Regions from separate parts of the Anas platyrhynchos genome. Here region 1 is linked to region 2. Evidence: chromatin contacts called from public Hi-C data. All regions are on one chromosome and are shown on one strand. Each heading gives the region's core, a stretch centred on a gene start, on an enhancer-like site or on the middle of the called end of the contact. The rest is flanking DNA. Distances are from core to core; before and after follow the strand shown. Region 1 overlaps PTGER3 (prostaglandin E receptor 3). Region 2 overlaps CTH (cystathionine gamma-lyase).

Evidence for each region. A called contact is a pair of places that touch in the nucleus more often than the background predicts.
Region 1: a Hi-C map of F5 follicle shows a contact between it and region 2, with 3 times the contacts expected there. The contact joins two enhancer-like sites. A contact is called at or near these places in 2 of 8 Hi-C or Micro-C datasets (F1 follicle and F5 follicle).

The regions. Positions count from the first base shown.
Region 1 is chr8:38,762,895-38,769,460 of IASCAAS_PekinDuck_T2T, forward strand. PTGER3 (prostaglandin E receptor 3) reads right to left here. Exons shown (of 2, transcript XM_021272250.4): 2 at 6,260-6,566. Among named protein-coding and RNA genes, the nearest start is that of PTGER3, 14 kb to the right of the region's middle. Within about 2 kb of position 1,412, at least 5 of the 8 cell types and tissues checked have an H3K27ac peak or open chromatin away from gene starts, as enhancers often do. A contact at or near this core is called in F5 follicle, where this site is marked.
Region 2 is chr8:38,715,066-38,721,693 of IASCAAS_PekinDuck_T2T, forward strand. It overlaps CTH (cystathionine gamma-lyase), which reads left to right. Exons shown (of 12, transcript XM_027463185.3): 4 at 1,181-1,290; 5 at 1,870-2,001; 6 at 4,119-4,176; 7 at 5,112-5,189; 8 at 5,492-5,644; 9 at 5,883-6,004. Among named protein-coding and RNA genes, the nearest start is that of CTH, 8.2 kb to the left of the region's middle. Within about 2 kb of position 4,701, at least 1 of the 8 cell types and tissues checked has an H3K27ac peak or open chromatin away from gene starts, as enhancers often do. A contact at or near this core is called in F5 follicle, where this site is marked.

The sequences.
Region 1 (6,566 bases), core at 162-2,661, 45 kb after region 2:
TGCATCCAAGCACTCATGTCCAAAGCCACCTGTGCCCTCGGTGGGCTCCTTGCCAAAGCGGCAAGCAGCTGTGAGCAGGAGGGGTGCCCAGCGCCCACCCAGCACCACAGCACATCGATGCTGCACATCGGCATCCAGGTGGTGGTTTGGGATGTTTTCCCTCCTCCAGAGGCACACGTACACATGCTTTACAAGCTACGGCATGCCTTCTGTGGGCTACTGGCAGTGTAACGTAGAGATAAACGCCCCGGCTGCACGCTTGCTTGGCTGCTCAGAGCTTATCTTTTCCTTTTCTTTGCTAGGAATGACTCATCCATAACTTAATTCTGCAGGACTGACCAGAATAACCTCTGGGTGAGCGCTTTATTAGATGCTGAAAGATATCCATGGCATCAGCGAAGGGGACTTGCATTTGTGTAGGTTGGAGACACGGCGATGAACACTGCGCTATCCGGATCTCAGCATGGATGCCAAGTCTGGCTGTTGGGGGAGAATCAGGGCTTGGAGGGCTGCAGAGATGCCCTGGTGACATGAGGTGGCTGTGTCCCCGGCCTCCCACGGCCCCCACAGTCAGCACATCACACCACCGTGTGCTGGAGCAGGGAGGTTTGGTGCCATCTGGAAGGAGCCTTCTGGGCCAGCGCTGAGCAAAGGCACCAACACGTGGCACACAGCCGAGGGGCCGGGGTCGCGAGGGGCACACTGGGGGGTGCCAGCCTGCAGAGCTTTTGTGCCTTCTCTGCATTTTGGGGTTTGTGCTCCACAGCAGGCAGCAAAATCGGCTGTGTTGCTGTCCTCGGCCTCTGTAGTCACGCCGGGGAAGGTGGCAGAGAACACTGTCAGGGGCTGTGCCGTTGTGATATCCTGGTTGCTGTCCTGTACCAAATGTAGGCTTTAATTGTACGGTATCAGCATGACATACGGTAGAACTGGGTGTGTATTTAGTAAGAAAGATAATCAATAACACTCAGTTTATTAAACTTCCTTAAGGTGACCGCAATGTTATCTTTATTAAACTCCTGATCCGTGTATGTGGAACAGCTGTTTAAAAATTAGGAATGGATTTTGCCACGGGTGAAATCCTTTCACACTGCAGACAGACAAAGGTCCATTGGTTTCTGATGGAGCTGGGAGAGCTTCTGTCCGCGCAGACCTCGCGGTCGGCTGCTGGGCACCTCTGCAGACCGAGGCGGCCTCCGGGGGCTGGCTGGCAGCGAGCTGTCGGGCAGCAGGAGCAGCGTCCCTGGGGGCTGGGGCAGGAGTGATGGCCGGGCACAGCGTCCTTGCCGAGGACAAGAAGGAAAACACGTTCCTGCCCTTCACAATGCGAACGTCCCTGGAGTTAACCCCCCAGACTTTATCACTGCTCTTATCACATCGCCGGCCGGCACTGCTTACAGCACGGAGTGTGTCCAACCCATGCTGAGCCTGCTGAAAACAACACTCCTCGTCGGAGCAGGGCCCGCTTTGTTATTACAGCGTGGATAACTCGTTATCACCGAAAGGCTCGAGTCAGAATTTGCCGCGGTCCCTTTTGAAGCAATCCGGCTCTCTCCTCCTCTGCTGGTTCAGGAGCTCGTGGAGCACGGGGCTGCCTGCAGAAGGCCCCGTTCCCGTTCTGGAGAAGGGAAATTGGCCGTGCCTGCTCCCAGCACCGCTTCCTCCTCAGTTAAAAACTCAGGAGCAGCAGCATGAAAGGGAAGGCAAGGGGGGAAACCTGATTATTCCGATGCTAAACCATTTGTTTCCAGAGTGTTTTGCCACAGACCATTCCTGTAAATGACCAGCTCTGCCCATGTTCATTAGATGCACAGCAACAACACAGATTTAAGACAAAAATTAACAGCTTTTGGAGACAAGGAAGGACAAACGGGAGGTTGGGTGCCAGGGCCTGGTGGGCAAACACATCAGCAGAGGTTCCAGCTGTCCTGGTGCAGCCTGAGGAAGAGTCAGGCTGGGATCTGACGACGCCAGGAGATGGAGAGACACCACCAATGTCCTGTGGTTTTGTTTCAGGCCACATTCAGTGCTGTGAGCACACAGCACACCACTGGTAATTTGAAACTGTCTGGTTTTAGCCTTGAGCCTCTGCATTTTAATGGGCTAAATGAGGTGCCCTGCAGAGAGCTGGCGTTTCCTTGCCTTTGTGATATAAAAGCATAAGAGATGCTGGTATTTCAAAGGCTCCTTATAATGCAGTGGTCAAGTTTCAATAGTTCCAAATTTAGACTGACACCTGAGCTGAAAGATGCAGCTCCGCATGGATACTGGCAAGGAGCAGAGCACTGGGATGGAGCAGAGTGATGGGGACATCTTGGAGCTGGTCCAAGGCAGCCCCAGCCCTGCCAGCCGTGGTGCCCGGGGTGGGCAGTGCTGTGCAGCTGCAGCATCCAAGCCTCTGAATGCATGCCCTGCCCCAGCACCAGCCACGATCTCGGTGGTGGCACCGCTCTCCTGGGCTGCTGGGACCTCCTCAGCAGCGGCTGGCCCCGGTATCCTGGCAGGGACCTTTCCCGGCAGGGCTGGAGGCACCGGCTTGTGGCACGGCGGCACGGGGATGGCATCGGGCGGTGACCTGCTCCTAAATTGTCAGGGTGGGAAAAAATGATGCCCAAATGTGGGCAAAGGGTTCCCGGGCAAGTTTTTGTCTCTGCACTTTAAAGGTTGTTCACATCCAGAGCCAGTGAATTGCAAACACATCAGGCAAAAATCCAGCTGACTCCAACCTGTCATATAAACTGCAGAACTGCTGGGAATTAATGCTTCACTCCATAAAGTCACTCCAGAATGGGGTGTGTATTTCCTTTCATCTGCAGGGCTGCGAGCCTTTATAAATGCTGAAATTATTTGTGCGTGTAGTAACCGTGGCTCCGCTCTATGCAAATAGCCTGCGTGTTGAAGGGTGGACAAGGTTTGTTAAACAATGTGTTTAAAGAAAGTCATAATAACTGGGGCTTCTATCCTTTGATACGATTTATTGCCAAAACAAAGCAGCCCCAAATATAAACACATTGTCTTTAGTAAAATGCATTTGAACATATTTAACATATTTTATATTCAAAGTGGTTCTTTTATGTTCTGCAGAGGAGCAAAGTGAGGGCTGAATCCCCATGCATACCCCGTGAGCATCAGTGTTGGTGCCCTCCGAGACAGCTCTGTGCTGGGGGCGATGCTGCCGGGGACCAGCAGCGATGAGGGGCTGGGGTGAGCCCCGAGCTCTCTGGGCGCATGCTGGGTGTGTGCCCACGCATGCAGCGCTGTGTCCCTTCAGTGCAAACCGTGTGCTGCCTCACCTGGCCCCCCCCTTGGTGTTCGGTGCTTCTTGGACCTTTTGAGAACGATCTGTTCCCAATGTACCTGCACAGACTTGTCTCCCAACATTTCACGTAAACAAGAAATCTGTGAAATCTGACTGCTCACCGTCCCGTTCCTGCCTCATGCCAAACAGCTCCAAGCCATTTCGCACCCCAGCAGCCTGACCGTCTCTAGCAGAGCCCCACAAGAAGCTCAGGTACCGACAGCAATGGGAAACTGCCCTGCATCCCTTCCAACAGGGATGGAAACACTCAGACAGAGAGCTTGGAAGTGTTTGGCTTAGAGATACCCGGCGCTGGTGTTTGTGGTGGTTTGGAAGCAGGTTTGAGCACCAAGCACATTTTCGGGTTTGATGAAAGTAGTGTTGGGGACGGGCGAATTTTGGGCATGCAGGAGCTGGGCACGCTGCATGGGCAGAGTACAGCACCTGCTGCCTGCTGGTTGTGAGCTGCCACCTTTTTCTGGTAAAATGCTTTTATTGCTTTGGCATCATTTAAAATGCCTCACTGAATCCACAGCCACGCACACAAAGCAGGCAGAGCTCCCGTGTTACAGACAGCTGCTGGCCTCTAAGGCCACTTTGTTGCATGCCTCTGGCAACCCATTTTCTCACCTTTGTTTGAAAATGTTTAGCTTTTGTCTTTGCTGTTGTGTTTATAATTTGTCAAAAGGCAACAAGCCTCTCTCAGGAGCTGCTGCAACTCCGGGCAGCCGACCCCATGGACCATCAGCCTTCTGCCACTGCTCCAGACAGAAGAGGTTACCTCTTGTGGCTCCAGCACTGGCACTTCATGGCCTTTTCTGCTCCCTTGCACGTGCATTTTAGAAAGTGGTTTTGTTTTTCTTAACTGAGGTCAAATGACCCGATGGAAGGAAGATTAGGCTGAGCTGTGCTGCAGGGCACAGGGCAGGGGCAGGCGGGTGCCCTGTCACAGGCAGCACCACGGCCCTACAGCCCCCGAGCTGCTGCTTTATGCCGGGAAACCCCAGGGAGGAATCCAAAAATTAGAAAAAAAAAAAAGTGAAAGGGGGTGGTGGTCAGCAGGCTGTGCAGGGCTGGCTGCCGCCTGTCACTGCCTTCACTTGTCGTGAGACTGTCACCAGCACGCTTTCAAGTGTTTATTCAAAGCTCTTTAATCTTATCTTATCTAAAAACATTTCTCATTCAAGTGAGCAGAAGAAATATAATCTGGGCTTTCAGAGAATCAGAGAATGGTTCGGGCTGGAAGGGACCTCAAAGCCGCCCCCCTGCCCCCAGCCTGGCCCTGAGCACCCCCAGGGACGGGGCACCCCCAGGGATGGGGCACCCGCAGCTCCCTGGGCTGCCTGTGCCAGGGCCTCACCGCCCTCAGGGTGAAGGATTTCTTCCTCACATCTAATCTAAATCTCCCCTCTTTTAGTTTAAAGCCATTACCCATCATCATATCCCCACACACCCCAACAGAGCCCCTCCCCACCTCTCCTGCAGCCCCCGTTAGGTGCTGGAGGCCGCTCGGAGCTCTCCCCGGAGCCTTCACCTCTCCGGGCTGAACACCCCGGCTCGCTCAGCTGGCTCCACAGCAGCAGTGCCCCTGCCCTACAGTCCCCTCTTGTTCCTCTTGCCTTCTGAAGTCTGTTTAAACCAGAGAACCCAGCGATCTGCAGGGGTCTCCTGAGCACCTGAGGTTTCACCCCCGATGGGGTGTGCTGGAGGCCGCCACCTCCTCGCCACGTTCCCACTGGGGGCGGCGATGCAGGCTCTGCGCTGATCCTTATCCCACTTCCTCCTCCTCCTGCTGTGCGCAGCCCTCGCTCGCAGTCCCTCTGTGTGCAGGGCCTGGGGCTCCCTGCAGGCATTTCCTCGGCTGGAGGCCGCGCTGGGTGGCCGGGGACATGGGCCCATGGCCACGGCCTGCTGGGTGCAGGAGGACGCAGGCAGCGCTGCCGGCACCACCACCGCCTGCAGTGACATGGCTGCATGAGAAAATGTTGCTGTGACTAGCTGCTGGTGGAGAGGTTTTTCTCCAGCCCTTGGCTGAGCCCTGCCCAGCAGCAGCACGGTGTTTGAACCACAAACACGTCCTGGAGAACCTGCCCTGCGTGCTGCAGAGCCCCTCTCATCGGGAGAACCTGCGAAGGGTGGCCAAGAAACCCGATCACTGAAGCAAATTATGGGGAAAGCACAAGCTTTGCTTGGTCAAGGCAAGCGGCCGTGCTCTGGGGTGCCAAGTCTGAGTGGAGACGTGGTACCACCATGGAAATTAGCGTAAATCTATGGAGCAGCAAGGGAACGGGCAGGATGTTAGAAATTAGGGAAAATTGCACATAATTATTTGCTGTTTCTCTTCTGAAGGTCGTTTCATACACGGTGACGTTGCACTGACTCACCAGAGGAGGGAATGGGGCTGGGGCTTTGCTTGTCCGAGCCATGTAGCCAGTGTTTCACCACAGCTCTTCTGCGCTCCTCTTCTGCATAAAACTGCTTTAGAGGCACTAGAGGTCTGTGCTGAAGTTACAGAATGTGATAAAAGGATAAAAATAAATCATGTAAATAATGTATTTATTTCTCTCTTACTAAGGCAAGTTCCACCTAATTCTGATTCAGTTCTGGGGCAGGAACTTTCAAGGGAAAAATACATCAGCATCGAAGTTGCCACATTCCGGGGCCCCGTGCTTCATCGCCCTGTGTGAGCGGGTGAACCCTGCTCTCCCTGGAAGTCACATTTTGGCTGTGCCAAATCCTTCACCAGCAGACAAGGTGGGTTTGGGGCTTCCGCTGTAAACTGGATCCCTGAGCTGATCCAGCTTGAAAACAATTCTTTTAAATCAAAAAGCAGCGGTGCAGCCCTGCAAACCCCCGCGAGGCCGTGACGCGGCAGCAGGGCCACCAGCAGCGCTGCTTCAAGTGGCTGCGGCTGCTGAGCGCACGCGGCCCGGCGGCAGGAACCAAGGCACGGGAGGCCGGTCATTCTGCTGGGCTTTTATTCTGACAGACACAACACACACTGATTTGGTACACAAACAGGCTAGTTTATAAGGCAAACGATGATTTCAAAGTAGGCTTCCCATTCACTACTGCTTCCATAAAATCTTTGACAGGAATACAACATATTAAAACCAGTATTAGAAATGCTTTTGTACTGGAATTTAAATACATCACATAGGAGGCATCTTTAAAGAAAGGCAACAAAAATACACTTTCCCACTGGAAAAAGTAAGTGGGAAATAAGAACTTTAATTTATGCTAAAGCTTTCTGATTCATTTTTGAAAG
Region 2 (6,628 bases), core at 3,451-5,950:
ATATTGGCTGGGATAAGCTTAGGAGATGCTGAGTTTTGGGATGCGTGAGGAGGAGCTGGAGGAAGTTGACACCTCTGAATTCTAGGCCACTGATGTAATTTTTAGAAGGGCTTCCTTCAGTGTAACCACTCATTTCCAACAAACGTTTTGTGTGGTGGGCTGTTATTAAAAGTACATAAAACTACTACAAAGCAGCTTTTCTGTGGGTTGTGTTTGTAGAGTTCACAGCCTATGTGAAAATTTCCTGTGCTTGAATAAGCTCCCTACAACACAAGAGAGAAGCCAGTATATAGTTTATTGTAGAAATTCAAGTATTTTCTAAAATAAAAATCATTCACACAGTGCTCAGACAGAATCTAACCCTGCATGTCCTATGCCTTTATGGCAAGATGGCAGCTGACATTCTGCAGAAGTGAATAAATGTTGAATAACCTTGGCAGAAAGACCTAACAAATTAATTTTTAATCCAGGCTGTGTTGCCAGGTGGTCAATATGTTACATATCTAGTGATCAATGAGCATTTTTTTTTTCTTATAAGCTTTCCAGGGAAAGGCTTCCAAAAGAAAGGAAACAGAAAGGAACAGAAAGGAAGGAATAATCAATTTTTTAAGTTCTTCATTACATGCTAACTTAACAGAATGATAAGCAACACAGTATCTGGAGTCTACCCCTTGATTCTTCCTCTCCCAAATTTTTTACTAAAAAGAAGGAAGACCTTGAAAGTACAAGATCGAATAAAGTTGTCATTGTATCCAGGGTCGGTGAAAATTGAAGTAAAAACTGCAAGCGCTTGCTTGTGCATACCAAAGAGCTGGAAGAACAGCACCTAGTGACTGTGAGCGCTTGCTCGGTTGCCAGCAAAAGGATTTCATTTTCTGTTTTGTTTTCCAATCAAAAAAAAAACAACAACAACAAACAAACAAAAAAAATGAGCAACTATTTGTTAAAAGTACTTCATAATCAGCATGATTCCCACTTTTCTTTTTCTATGTTTAAAAACACAACAATCTTTAGAGGCTTCAGAAATAAAATAATACTAATCAGCCCTTTGTAGCGTATGGCACAAAACCACACACTGCTGATTTTCTGTGGATGCATGCAAGAGACTGGAGGTCAGTGAAGGAAAGTTAGGGAGATTGTTTCACTTTGTGTCATTTCTCTCCCTTTTCTTTTTTTAAAGGTACAAACAGGTACTTCAGGCAAGTAGCCATGAAGATGGGTATAAATGTAGTTTTTGTTGACTGTACAAAATTGAAACAGCTGGAAGCTGCAATTACACCAGAAACTAAGGTAGGGGAGAGAAAAAAAAAAACTAAGCTTATTTGCTTAATGTTCTTAAATAATGTTATTGGTGCTACTGGTGGATTGGGTGTATGTGGCAATGTTTTGGCAGTGGCGAGGGCACGGGGTGGCCTCTGTGGGAGGAGGCTGGGGCACAGCTGCAGCGGCCCCACCACAGACCAGAGCTGTGGTTAGTGGAATAGCAGTTGTCATAAGAAAATGAATAAGCAATGCTTTGGGATGGTGCTAGTCGCTCCTGTTATGTTTAAAAGCCCTTATGACTTCTAAATTAATTTCTTAAAATAAAGATGTAGTGTTTGTGATGGTGGAACTGATGATAAGAAAATTATCCTGAGTGATACAGATGGTGATGATAAATGATGAGAAAAGTAACCTGTGTTTATGTGTGGAGAGAGAAGCCTGGATATTCATGCATTGCTAGTTTTTTAGACTGACACCCTTAAAAATACATAAAAGAGAGGAAAGGTTTGCTTTGCACACTGCATTATGCATGTATACACGTAGCAGAGATAGTACCAGCACTGTTGTATCTCTAAACCGATGTTTTGTATTGTTGAATCACTACAGCTTGTTTGGATTGAAACACCCACAAACCCCACGCTGAAGGTCATTGATATTCAGGGCTGTGCCAATGTTGTACATAAGCATAAGGATGTTCTTCTGGTAGTAGACAACACTTTTATGTCTGCATATTTCCAGGTAAGTGCCTTTGTTTATAATTACCGCATTATTTCAGTATATTCAAAGATGCATTTTTAAAATGGAGCCACTGCCAACAAACTGTGGTTTTGATACGTGTGTTGTAAATTGCCTGTCCTGCTTCTAAATAGAACCAATGCTCTGCTCCTCTCTAAATTAGCAAAGATGGCATGCAAAGTATTTTATAGCTAGCTATACACCAGTCTGATACCGACAAAAACAACATAGCTTAGAGGTTAAGTAAACAGTTAAGCAATCAAGAAAGTAAGTTAAGCCACTGGGAGAAAGGCTTCTCTGTCATTCAAAAGTCACAGATTTGTTAGATCTAGCTGATGGGAATCATAGCAGACCTGTTAAATAGTGTACTGTTTTCTACCTTTGCTCTTTTTCTACCAGTTATTTTATATGTGCTGTTCATGATCTGTACCATACCACCTGGTATTCCAAAAAGGAAGTGGAGAAAAAAGTTAAAATAAGCAAAATATATTGACTGTGTCTCTGAGATTATTAAAGTTACATTTTTCTTTAATATTTTGATGAATGTGTGGCTTAAGATTGTAATTTTGACCTCAGACAACTCATTTAAGAAAAGGTTGGATGTGGTATTTAGGGATACGATTTAGTGTGTAATATTGCTGGAATGGGGATGGTTGGACCAGATGATCATGGAGGTCGATCATCTTTTTGATTCTATGATTTATTTTTTTCTGCTTTTATAACTGGAGTACATGAAGTAAAGGCAATTTTTAAAATTCTAAAACTGTCTTGATAAGAAACTTCAAAGTCTTGTTCATCTTAACATGGGCTAGAAATATCCCTGTGTGTTTCCCTGGAGACCAACCTATTCCCTTATATTTTAGGTCTAAAGAGAAACTTATTTTGGAGCACAAAAGGAAAGGTGTCTGCTTTTGTTAATTTACAGAGAACTCAGTGTCCTTAACAGAGCCTTTTAGAAGGCATTAATGCTTAGCTAGAGCAGCACTCGAGTTTGTCTTGCACATACCAAAGGCTTTCTGATTTTTTCAACCTTTATTTTATTTCTGAAAGATGTGTGTGAAAGAAGAAAATTGAGCATCTGGATATGTGAGCTAGTTAATGTATCTTTTATTGGCCTGCTCCTAGGAGAAAGTGAGTTGTAATAATTAGGCCTAGTAAGCGTAATAGGTAATGTCTTTAAACTCCTCCAGACTCCTGCTGATACACTGTACTAAGAAAATCATAATTTTAGAGTGGTTTGTATAGTAATATTGAATGTAAAAGGCACTGGTGTTTATGCTACCATCCTCTTGGCTGCACGTTGGGAATGCACATTATCCATGTTCCCTGAGTAGACTTACGTGCTTCAGCTGACAGCAGCGTTCTTTTATTCTAAATCTGCTTGCTTTATCACCCTTTAATTTATTAGTACTCTTCAGTCCTTATAATAAGTTTATATTATACCACAAAGTCCTTTACTTAGTGACTAATTTAGAAAGAAGATTGTTCATTACTTCTTGCCCATCATCATCTTGGTTTGTCTCTCCCCTTAAAAAGGCTTCTGTGAGGAAAGCTGAGTGCCTTAGAGAAGAGAGACTTGGCAAACCAACCCCTTTGTGCTCTCTGCAGGTGTTCAGTTGTTCTTTTAATGCAGTATCACCCATACTGATCTCCAGAGAACTCTGAAATGTTATAATTTTTGTGGAGGCCTTCCTCTTTTAAGGAAATATACTTTAAACATCATTACTTCTCCCTGCCCCAGCTAAGCAATATAACTATTTTTTTTCCTGTGTGAACATGCTGCATGTTAGCTGCATTCACTTCATTCTAATTGCTCTATTCCCTCACTAAAGCCAGTGAGAATTAGACCAGTGTTTTCAAATTGTGTTTTATTTATTATGGGTTCTTTTATTGTGCTTACCATGAATTGAGTGCCTTCCTGTGCTGCTGCTTTCTGTCTCACGTTCTGTCTTGCTTCATTCTCAGCTTTTGTCTTTTGTGTTAGGATTTCTGTGTTTTTCTCTTAGTTTCTCTTTCTAGTGTTACTTTCTGTGTTTGATCACAGTGTTTCTGGATAGCTTGAAATGAACCAGAGGGCAAAAATAAGTTTAATCAGACCTATTATTTTCATATCGTTTTAGCGTCCATTGTCCCTGGGGGCTGATATTTGCATGTATTCTGCAACCAAGTACATGAACGGTAGGTACTGGAATTCAACACGACTCAGGCTGGTTATTTAAAAGCTGTTCCAGCTACTGTTGAGCCTTTCTGCATTCACCTCTTGAACCTCTTCCATGTGTGATGGAAGCTTTTAAACTCCTTTTGCTACTGATAAATCTGCACATAGCTATTGCCAACTTGCTGCTAATGGCACCGGCGAGTGATGTTGTGCAAACACGGTTTGCACTGTGATCATGCCCAGATGGTTGGCCTTAATGAGGAGAACAAATCCACAAGATGAGGTTGTGTTTTTCAAACTCTGGCTCCCCCCAAGTTCAGCTGGTCTTACAGACCTATCTAGGGCAAGAAAAAGCCAAAAGTGGGGTTTGGAAATGCGCCATGTTCATACAGCTGTAAAACCAAATGCAAGGCTTTGTACAAGGTAGCTGCCGGAAATTATATCGAAGTTCAAGGGAGTTTATATGGCAGTGCTGGAGCCTGTTCAAAAGCACGTTCACTTCCCAGACAATCCAGACTAAGAGGTAGCTCGGCTGCGGTGGCTGCGCTGTAACCACACGTCCGCTTGTGGTGCAGATAAAAGTGGAAGCATTCTGGCTGGGGTTTGCTCTCGTTAAACAGCAGGCGGCTGCTGCTGCCCCACAGGAGCTCAGCGATGTCTGTACAAAGTCCTGCTTTCTTGCAGCTAGCTGCAGCGGGTTTGGTAGGCACCTGGGGGCATAAGGGCAGCGTGCAGCAAAGCACACCGCCAAGGTGAGCCTCAGAAAAAACAAATCTGCCTATGATTCATGTGAGGGTGCAACTGTGGTAATGGACGGACAGCTGTGGTAATGAGAAGGAATCAAGGGCCTTGCCAAAATGGGGCTCTTTTAGCACTGAGGCTGAGAAAAAGAGGGGGTTTGTGACAGAACCCTGGAGCAGATAACTTTGTTCTTACGTTCTCCTTGCATTTTTAGGGCACAGCGATGTTGTAATGGGGCTTGTTTCAGTGAACTGTGACGACCTCTACGAAAGGCTCAAATTCTTACAAAACTGTAAGTAGTCAATATAGGAAATACCTTAAAATCTATGTAATTGAATATACTGGCTCATAGGAGGAAGCATGGTGCATGCACGCAAGTACGTGCTCTGTGTGTCATGCAGCAGGGCAGGAGATATGGCACACACAGAAAGCAGCAGGTGCAGGGCAGCTCACATTTCTCCCACGAACAGCACCTGTGGTTACGTGTCTTGTTCTTCTGTGGAAGAAATTTAGGAAATTAGGACGGCATTTCGTTTTACTGAAAAATAAAGCCCTCTTTTTTTCATGTGTAACTTTGTGTTTCAATTTCTGCAGCTCTTGGAGCTGTCCCGTCTCCTTTTGACTGTTACCTGTGCAACCGTGGTTTGAAGACACTGAAGATCCGGATGAATCAACATTTCCACAATGCCCTAGCTGTTGCTCGGTTTCTTGAGTCAGATTCCCGGGTGGAGAAAGTCATTTTCCCTGGTAGGTTGGCAAGGCTTCAGAGCGGGTGGCGTCCTGGCGTGGGGCTGGACGTGGGTACTGCAATAGTACGTGTCGCTTGCACACTCCTCACGTCTGATGACTCTCAGTTAGGTGTCTGCCTTGGCAATGGCCCTTGCATTCCTTTCCAGCTGAAGGATGTTTTTATGTAGTTCAGGGGGAGCTGCTTTACTCTTTGAAGTGATGTGAAATAACTTACAGCAATTCCTACAAATTTCAGGATTGCCTTCACACCCTCAGCATGAGCTGATCAAGCGGCAGTGCACTGGCTGTCCTGGGATGATAACCTTTTACATTAAAGGAAATCTTGAACACGCTACTGCCTTTCTCAACAATTTAAAGGTAAATGACAGTAAATATACTCTGCCCTAAGGGGAATTGAATCTGTCTCTCTGAGTGCGATGATGGAAGCAAGTGGGGCAGGGAGCCTTTTCTGTTGGGGCAGGGAGTCTTCCTCTGTACTTTTAAAGCTCCTAATTTCTTTTGGGTGTAACCATCTCTAAATAATAGATTATGCATAAATGCGACACTAATGAGAGGGAAGAAAAGGGTGCTTCAGCTCATTTGAGGTGTCTGTTTACACGGAATGATGTAGCATTTCCAGGTTAGCCCAGGCATTGCTCCTCACAAAGAGCTGACATACCAGCCTTTTGCAATTACCCCTAGTATTTGAAAGCAGAGAAGCTGTGGCTGGTGTAATACTGCTGTAATATTTCAAAGTACTTGTCAAGAGAAAAAGCCATTGAGAAATGACATGGATCGTGAAGCAAAGAGGGAGTTCCTCAATTTGGAAAATAGTTGTTTATTTTACCTGAACCGTAGGAATTTTGCTTTTGTCTTTGTAATACACTAGTTCTGCCTGTATGCTTTCATGTGTTTCCTACTCTGTGTCTCTGGTTAGTGTGCCTCCCGCTCTTGCACTTTTTTTGTTTTGCTCCTGGAAAAACAAATCAGTAATAATTGACA